Linked DNA regions of Hordeum vulgare: region 2 is linked to region 1. The links are chromatin contacts, called in public Hi-C maps. All regions are on one chromosome and are shown on one strand. The core of a region is the stretch at or near the end of the contact, and the rest is flanking DNA. Distances in the headings are between cores, read along the strand shown. Region 1 has its middle 9.2 kb from the start of LOC123446565. Region 2 holds the start of LOC123448839 (acetate--CoA ligase CCL3-like).

Region 1 (3,983 bases), core at 1,069-3,568:
CTTCACGTTATGCAAAATACATGTTGATGCAGGTGTACCGAGGGGAAGAGGGGGAACTGCGACTGTTGTTTGTCGTGATGAACGAGGAAACTATTTGGGGAGTTCTTTCCTTATCATGAGGGGAGTGGATGACCTATCGATCTTGGAGACGATCGCTTGCCGATAGGCATTTGCGTTGGCGGAGGATCTTCACATGCATAAAGTGATCATAGCATCTGATGCTAAATAAGTAGTCGTAGATATAAACAAGGGAACAAGAGGAGGGAATGGAGCAACCATCGGTGAAATTTTAGCTTCTACTACCTTACTTCAGTGTATCTTACTTTTGAAAATCGCAATGTAAACTTAGAAGCTCATAAGTTAGCCAAGCATTCTTTGTCGCTAGGTTTCGGGCGTCATGTGTGGTTTGGCCACCCGCATGACCCAACATGTATCCCATATTCTGTGGATTTTGATGAATAAAGCTTGGTTAAGTCTACTAAAAACCGGCGCGTATAAGAAATGTTGTTAACTATTCGTTTGTTCAAGGTCCCTTTACCGAGCTGATGTTCCCACATATTCGGGTCCTAATATTAATGTATTTCGATACACAAATACATACACAAAAAGCATCTGTAATACACACAAAGTTACAATTCAATTCAGAGGCCAGCATATTTTTGACCATGCTATCGTGAATTAACTGTGGTTGGTTGGTTAGTAGGACAGTGATATTCCTAGCCCATCAAAGTTGAAATTTTAGATTTGATACTGATGTTTGCATTTTTTTGATTTTTTTAATGCCTTTCGACAATGTGAGTTTCATGGAAGTAGACATTCATGTTGACTATGAAGATGTGTATGGTAATTTTGTTAATATCGAAATAATATAACAGCTTAGTCTCGAAGGTTTTCATAAAAATAATGCGTGTGTCATTTTATAAAACTAAATGTGCGTATGTGTATGAGCATTTATGCATGTATAGTACTCCCTTCATCCTAAAATAAATATCTTAAGTTTAATATAACTTTATACTAGTTTTAGTATAAAGTTGAGACGTTTATTTTAAGAGAGAGAGTATAAAAAAATGTTGCCTACGAATATGCCCCGCCGTGCTAGATTGGCTTAAAATACTGTTTACTGTTGTTACTCTGGAACACCTCGAGCGTCGGTGATTGTTCCGATCGGAGTGTCGGCGGTGGTCCACCGAACAAAACCTTTCTTCATGATATGACGCTTACGAGATGAACATGTATATATTTTTCTTGTGCCCAGTCAAAGAAAATCATGTATGGATGCTGAGTTTGGCAGGTGCATTTGGCAGTCCACAACTCTGTATACGTATGGACTATCAAGTTTAGTTCATTTGGTCAAACTAACGTCACACGTAGAGACGTACAGTGCTTAATCAAAATAAGTGTCATTCCACATGCATTACGCCATATATTACAAAGGGAATACTGCTACTGACAAGCAATCACCTAAACACTAACCACATGTTTTGTTGCAAGGTTACAACTAACCAAGGAAACCAGTACGATGACATAACTAAAGTATCTATAGTCGAAACTTACAAATTCAGCCCTCAATACGTCCGTGGACATGTCTGATCAGTGACCGAACGTGTTCCGTATTGTCCGTCCGCGTAAGCACATTCTTCATTTTTTGTCTTCATATGTTCGACCACCTACACGTGATTGATGTAGAGGAAGAGGAAGAAAGAATGAATGAATAAAGAAAAAATAAAAATGATCCGGGATGGAGTTGTGTCTTGTGTGACAGACTGATCGGGTGTCGGAGCGCGTCCGCGAGCACTCATATGCTCTTCATATTTAAGATGGATACGATGGTTCATGAATAGCCTGGACATGATATGAGAGATCTGATTGGATCATTTATTTCCTTTTTTTTCCAGTCACTCACCGAATACGTGTGCGGATTTATGATGTATCATTTGACTGTAAATGCTCTAATGCAAGCAGATCTTTCTTTAGATTTTCTTTCCTTCTGGTCGTATCGTATGTTTGCAAGACCATATATAGTACAGTACATCTAGAATATGTGTGCATGACACTTGAACTAATGCGTGCAGAGCAACAGAATCGCTTGAGCAAGAAGCGAAGTGTCCTTTTCAAACAGCGGGAGAGTCGGTTCCGACCAACCCGGACGCCGGTTGGTCGAACTGGATTAGATTACAAGAATACAAGTGCCGGCTGGTCCAAGGAGATGACGAGTTATTACTTGGACTAGATTTATCAGCAATTCAGCATGTCTCCTGCAGATCGAAGCTTCGTGCTTATTAACCTGGTTGGTGCACATCCCTCTCCGACCAAACCGAAGCCACCATGAATTCCTATCGACCACCGTCGCTACGGCAGCAAGTTGGCCACGCTCAAGTCGCACCCCATTCTGTCGCTCCTTGGCCTCACTTGAGCTGTTGAGCATGCAGCTAGACCCCGGAAGAAACAAAACTCATGCTGGTGCCAACATTTTTTTAGGGCATGCTCGTGCCAAATTTTGATTTGACCTTTCTTCTTTGATTGGGGATGGTCGTGGGTAGTTTTCTTTTTAACATAGTACAAACTCAAACGTTTATATCACACACTTACCTCTATAAATGCATATACACGCATTTTATCTCTACAAACACTTTTAAAAGACTGAGCCACTGAATCATCTTGAGACTTACGAAGTCATCGTAAACTTTTCGTCATCGTCGAAAACGTCTCCTCCTACTCAAAGCATATCATCAGAAATCCTAAAATAAATCTAGAAATAATAAATGGATCAGGATTTAAACCCTAGTAGTACTACTAATCTACTACTACCTTCGTTTTTAAATACAAGTCTTTAAAAAGATTTCACTGCAGGCTACATATAAAACAAAATAAGTGAATCTATACTTTAAAATATGTTTATATATATTCGTCTACTGTCCATATGAAATCTCGAAACGGAGGGAGTATAATGCTAGTCATACTGAATAAGTACTAACATGCATATGAAGAAATACATCATGCTCTCATATACAAGCGCACCCTATATACAAAAATGATTTAGCAATTAGAAAAAATCTTGGGTTAAAGATTCGCAAAAAAGCGCTATATACAAGCATTATTGATTGTTGTCAAAGATTTGTTTTTTGGCCCCTGTAGTCTATGTCAATTATTTCTTGGCCAAACTTTTTGCCCAAATACAATGATTGATCTTATATGATTCCAAGTAAGATTTGTTTTTTGAATTACTAAATTATTTGGCGCGTGCGCATATCTGAGAGCACCAAATTCACGTCCAGATGCTCCAGATGATCCTCTCCGCTTCCTCTTGCACCGTGTGTGGTGCGGCCGTGGCCACCGAGGACGTGGGTTGGGGTAGAGGGTGGCGGCCCTTGGAGGAGGAACTGTTGGCGGCGACGATCTTGCTCAAAGACCACGCCTCGCTGTACATGCCCATCTCCACATCGAAACGGAGGAGACGATGTTTGGTCGTCTCTGGCATCGTCATGGAAGGGTCAAGGGCCATGCGAGGTCCGGGTTCGTCGCGATGTGTGAATGCGGGATGATTGGAGTCCGCAAACTTGGATCAGTGCGCCGCATTGCGCATGTCCCGCTGTCGTTGCTCCCTGTCGGCATACTCATGCGTCGTCATGGCGCTCTGGGGTGACGAATAGTTGTCGTCGCCCCAACCAAGATAATGGAGAATGCGCCCGCGCACCTTCACTGCGATCACATTGGGTAGGGGTGACATCGAGTGGCGCTCCTCCTTGACGCATCAGGGAGGTGGAGACATCCGCTCCTCCTTCACGCTTCGGTGCGGAAGCAAGAGGGTATCCTCCTTCACGCGGTGTCCGATTTGGACGTTGCGGTTGCGCGGCGGAGCACGAGGAGGGAATGACAACTCTGGCTTCACGGGAAGGAGTGTCCCGAGTGGCACCACCAAGTCGTTCAGGTGGAGGACGGAGCGACGGAGCATTAGCTCAATCTGATTCTCATGCTCCTCGTAT
Region 2 (3,983 bases), core at 999-3,498, 220 kb after region 1:
CGGCATGGTTGGAGCTCGGGAGCTCCTAATCACCGCTCATTGCGGCAACTAGTCGGGGCTTCGCACATGGCGACCCCCGACTAGGCCGGCCCAGTAGGTGCACCAGGACTGTAGTTTTTTTCCTTGTCTGCTCGTTTTTTCTTTTTTGGGTCGTTTTTCTTTCTATTTTCACTTTTTTCTTTTTTTAGAGAAAACGTACAAACGTTGAATTTCTTAAAGTATTTTTTGAAAACATGAACTATTTTTAAAATAGGGAACATTTTTTCTAGAATATTTTTTCAAATTCCGGAACATTTTTTCAAATTCTAGAACATTTTTTCAAATTTCAATTTTTTTTTCAAATTGTGGAACATTTTTTCAATTCCGGAACATTTTTTTAGATTCTGGAACTTTTTTCAATTTCCAGAAAATTTCTTGAAATTCCGGAACATTTTTGAAATTTTGAAAACATGAACTTTTTGTTGAATTTCTTAAAGTATTTTTTGAAAACATGAACTATTTTTAAAATAGGGAACATTTTTTCTAGAATATTTTTTCAAATTCCGGAACATCTTTCAACTTCCGGAACATTTTTTCAAATTTCGGACCATTTTTTCAAATTCCAGAACATTTTTTCAAATTTCAAATTTTTTTCAAATTGTGGAACATTTTTTCAATTCCGGAACTTTTTTCAATTCTGGAACATTTTTTTAATTCCGGAACATTTTTTTAGATTCTGGAACTTTTTTCAATTTCCAGAAAATTTCTTGAAATTCCGGAACATTTTTGAAATTTTTGAACGCTCTTTTAAATTTCAAAATATTTTTTCAAAATCCAAAATAATTTTGAACCAAAAAAAGAAACAAAAACAGAAATAGAAAAAAAACGGTTTAGGAAACCTTCTAAAAGTTTCTCAAAACCGAAAAAAGGTTGGAACCTCTAGAAGGTTACCAAAACCAGGCACGGCACCCTCGCTACCTGGGCCAACCCAAATATCGTGCCCGCTCTGTGCGAAGCCTCTCGCAGAGAGCGGTAAATAGGATTTTCTTAGGAGCTCCCCTCAAAGTCGGGATCGATGGAGCTTCTAATGGGCCGACCCGTCTTGGTTGATCGCGTATGGGACACTCTGACAATTTAACGCATGATGCATTAAATATGAATTTATGAAATTATTAATTAAGGAGTTTCTTTCTAAAGATCACTCCCATCTTCTTTGGTTACGACAACAGCTTAATAATTTTTTTCTTTTTTCGTAGATGCGTATTATCAAAACGTTTTATCTTTTAAGCCGTACGTACAAATCTCGAACCGTTTTCATCGTTGGGTTCGTCGCGTCAACATCTTCAAAAATTAGAACCCCATGTTGATAGATTTTGATGACCTCTTTTTTACGAAAAATCCAGACAAAAAAACGGTGTCTCTTGGGCTAGAAAAACACGTTTTTCGTTTCTGAAAGACACAGATGTGCCTCTCGCAAGGCAAAACCGCATGTCTCGTGAAAGCAAAATTGGGCCCCTTACACGCAAAAGAAGAAAACTCGTTTTTTCGTTTTCGAGAGGCACAACCATGCCACTCGCGAAAGAAAAATCGTGCCTCTTAAAAAAACAGAAAATGTGTTTTTTGTTCGTGCCTTTCGCGAAAATAAAATTGTGTCTCTCACGGAAGCAAAATCATGTCTCTCGTAAAAAAGAAAAATGTGTGTTTTTTGAAAAATCGTGTCTCTTAAGAAAACAAAACCATGCTTCTCACAAAAAATATATTTTTCCACGCAAGTTTTTTTGAATTTCAGACAAACCAATTTAAAAAACCAAAAACACGTGTGAAAAAAATAGAAATAAGAAATCTGAAAAAAAGCTCAAAGTGCGACACCTGAGAATGGCTAAGAATATGCTAAGTAACTTATGTGGAAGTGATTATTAGGAGGTTTCGGAAGGAGAGCTCCATAACTAGCTGCTCCTTAGGATTTGCCGCAAAAAAGACCTACGCTACTGACCGACGGGTCTTATTTGGAAGCACGGCCCGTGGGCCGTGGCCACTGCGAGCAGGGCAGAGTCTCAGGCCCCGTGTTCAGTGACTGCCTTTAGCCCATTCCATGAAGGTGGCGAAATCCAAATTAAAGTCTCTCGCCTACCACACTCGTCCGATCCTCAGCGTCCGCCCTTTGATCGGACGGGCGTCGCGGCGTACAGGCCATTCGCAGATCGTACCCACCTGGACACCTCTGCGAACTATAAATGGCACTGGGCGTCTCGTGCCGTAACTCACAGTCACACCTACCTACACTCTCGTCTCACGCTTTCGATACACTCCCGTTTCGTCGCCTTCGTCGTCTCCCTAGCAGAGGAGAGAGAGAGAGAGCGGAGAGGATGGGCTCAGAGGGGCCGGGGCATGGGTTCGGATCCGGGGCGCCGGGGCCGGACATCGACGATCTCCCGCGGAACGACGCCAACTACACGGCGCTGACGCCGCTCTGGTTCCTCGAGCGGGCCGCCCTGGCCCAGCCGGACAGGGCGTCCGTCGTGCACGGCCCGGTCCGGTACACCTGGGCCGAGACCTACCGCCGGTGCCGCCGCCTCGCCTCTGCACTGGCGCGCCGATCTGTCGGCCACGGCAGCACTGTAAATCTCTAATCTCTCCCCTGCTTCCTAATTCCTTCCTAGAGAGCTCCATGTTTTGTCCCCTTTCTGGTCTAGAGAGGCAAACAAGCGAGCACGAGAGAGCTGATTGTGAGTCGGTGTAGATTCTGTGTTGTATGACCTCCATTCAGTTACTCCCTTCGATCAATACTAATTACCGCTGATTTGGTACAACTTTGTACTAAGTCAGCAACACTTAATATGGGTCCGAGGGACTAGTAATTTGTGGGGCTCTTAAAGGGAAGAAGAACCATTATGAACTGAATTTCTTGCCATATTTATAGTTGGAGGCATGCTACTGTTTTTTCTTCTTCTTCTATATATTGGGAGATACGATCCACTTAATAATGTAAACTTTTATTCTAGTTTTGCGGGGCATCAGAACTGCAAGAAGTTTACCTTTCATTTCCAGTAGGATGGAAACATGGGATCTCCATAGTTTGAAAAAACAAACGAAATGAGAAGAACAAGCATAAGACAGCACTGTCACTGTTTCCAATTTGATGGAAACATGTGATCAAGCCTCTATAAGGATGCTCCTAATATGTATATGTTGCCAAAAAAGGGTGCTCCTAACCACACGCTAGTTCAGTAGCGTTGCTCATCAAAGAAAACACGGAACCGTCACTGTTTCTGGTCAAATGGGATAAGCTTATCTCTTTCTTTTCTTGTTCGTCTCTGTCCAAGATATTATACTGGCGTATCTTTCCTGTAAGCGCCAAAGAAGAATGTGGAATGATGGTTTATTTTTTGTTTGCCAAGTCATAATTTGTACCAATACCTGTGACTATTTTTTAACTGCTGTGATTTTATATGGTTCATAGCTTCGTTGCATATTGCAGTGGCCTTTTAAGACTTTTGTATTAGACAGTACTTATTTGTTTTTCTACTTGCTTGACTAGGTTGCTGTGGTAGCTCCAAATGTTCCCGCAGTGTACGAAGCTCATTTTGGTGTTCCAATGTCTGGAGCTGTCGTGAACTGCATAAACATCCGGTTAAATGCTGAGACGATCGCATTCCTTCTTGATCATTCCGTGGCAGAAGTTGTGATGGTGGACCAAGAATTCTTCACCCTAGCCGAAGAATCCCTGAAGATAGTATCAGAGAAGAAGAAACAGAATTTTCGGCCTCCAGTCCTAATTGTTATCGCCGATCCAACCTGTGAACCTAAGTCTCTACAATACGCTCTAGGACAAGGGGCCATTGAGTATGAGGATTTCCTGAAAACCGGTGACCCAGAATTCAACTGGAAGCCACCGAAGGATGAATGGCAGAGCATTGCCTTAGGTTATACTTCTGGGACTACTTCAAGCCCAAAAGGTGTCGTGTTGCACCACCGTGGCGCCTACCTCATGGCACTCAGTGTTG

What was found. Hi-C and Micro-C count contacts between places; a contact is called where the count stands out from the background.
Region 2: a contact with region 1 is called in a Hi-C map of seedling, with 2.0 times the contacts expected there. The contact joins the promoter of LOC123448839 here to the enhancer-like site in region 1. A contact is called at or near these places in 1 of 6 Hi-C or Micro-C datasets (seedling) and 1 of 1 datasets of contacts at active chromatin or transcription factors (embryo).

What each region holds. Positions count from the first base shown.
Region 1 is chr4H:431,983,818-431,987,800 of MorexV3_pseudomolecules_assembly, forward strand. No RefSeq gene overlaps it. Among protein-coding and RNA genes, the nearest start is that of LOC123446565, 9.2 kb to the right of the region's middle. Within about 2 kb of position 2,319, at least 1 of the 3 cell types and tissues checked has open chromatin away from gene starts, as enhancers often do. A contact at or near this core is called in seedling, where this site is marked.
Region 2 is chr4H:432,204,436-432,208,418 of MorexV3_pseudomolecules_assembly, forward strand. LOC123448839 (acetate--CoA ligase CCL3-like) reads left to right here and starts at 2,249. Exons shown (of 3, transcript XM_045125861.1): 1 at 2,249-2,597; 2 at 3,518-3,983. The coding sequence starts at 2,346.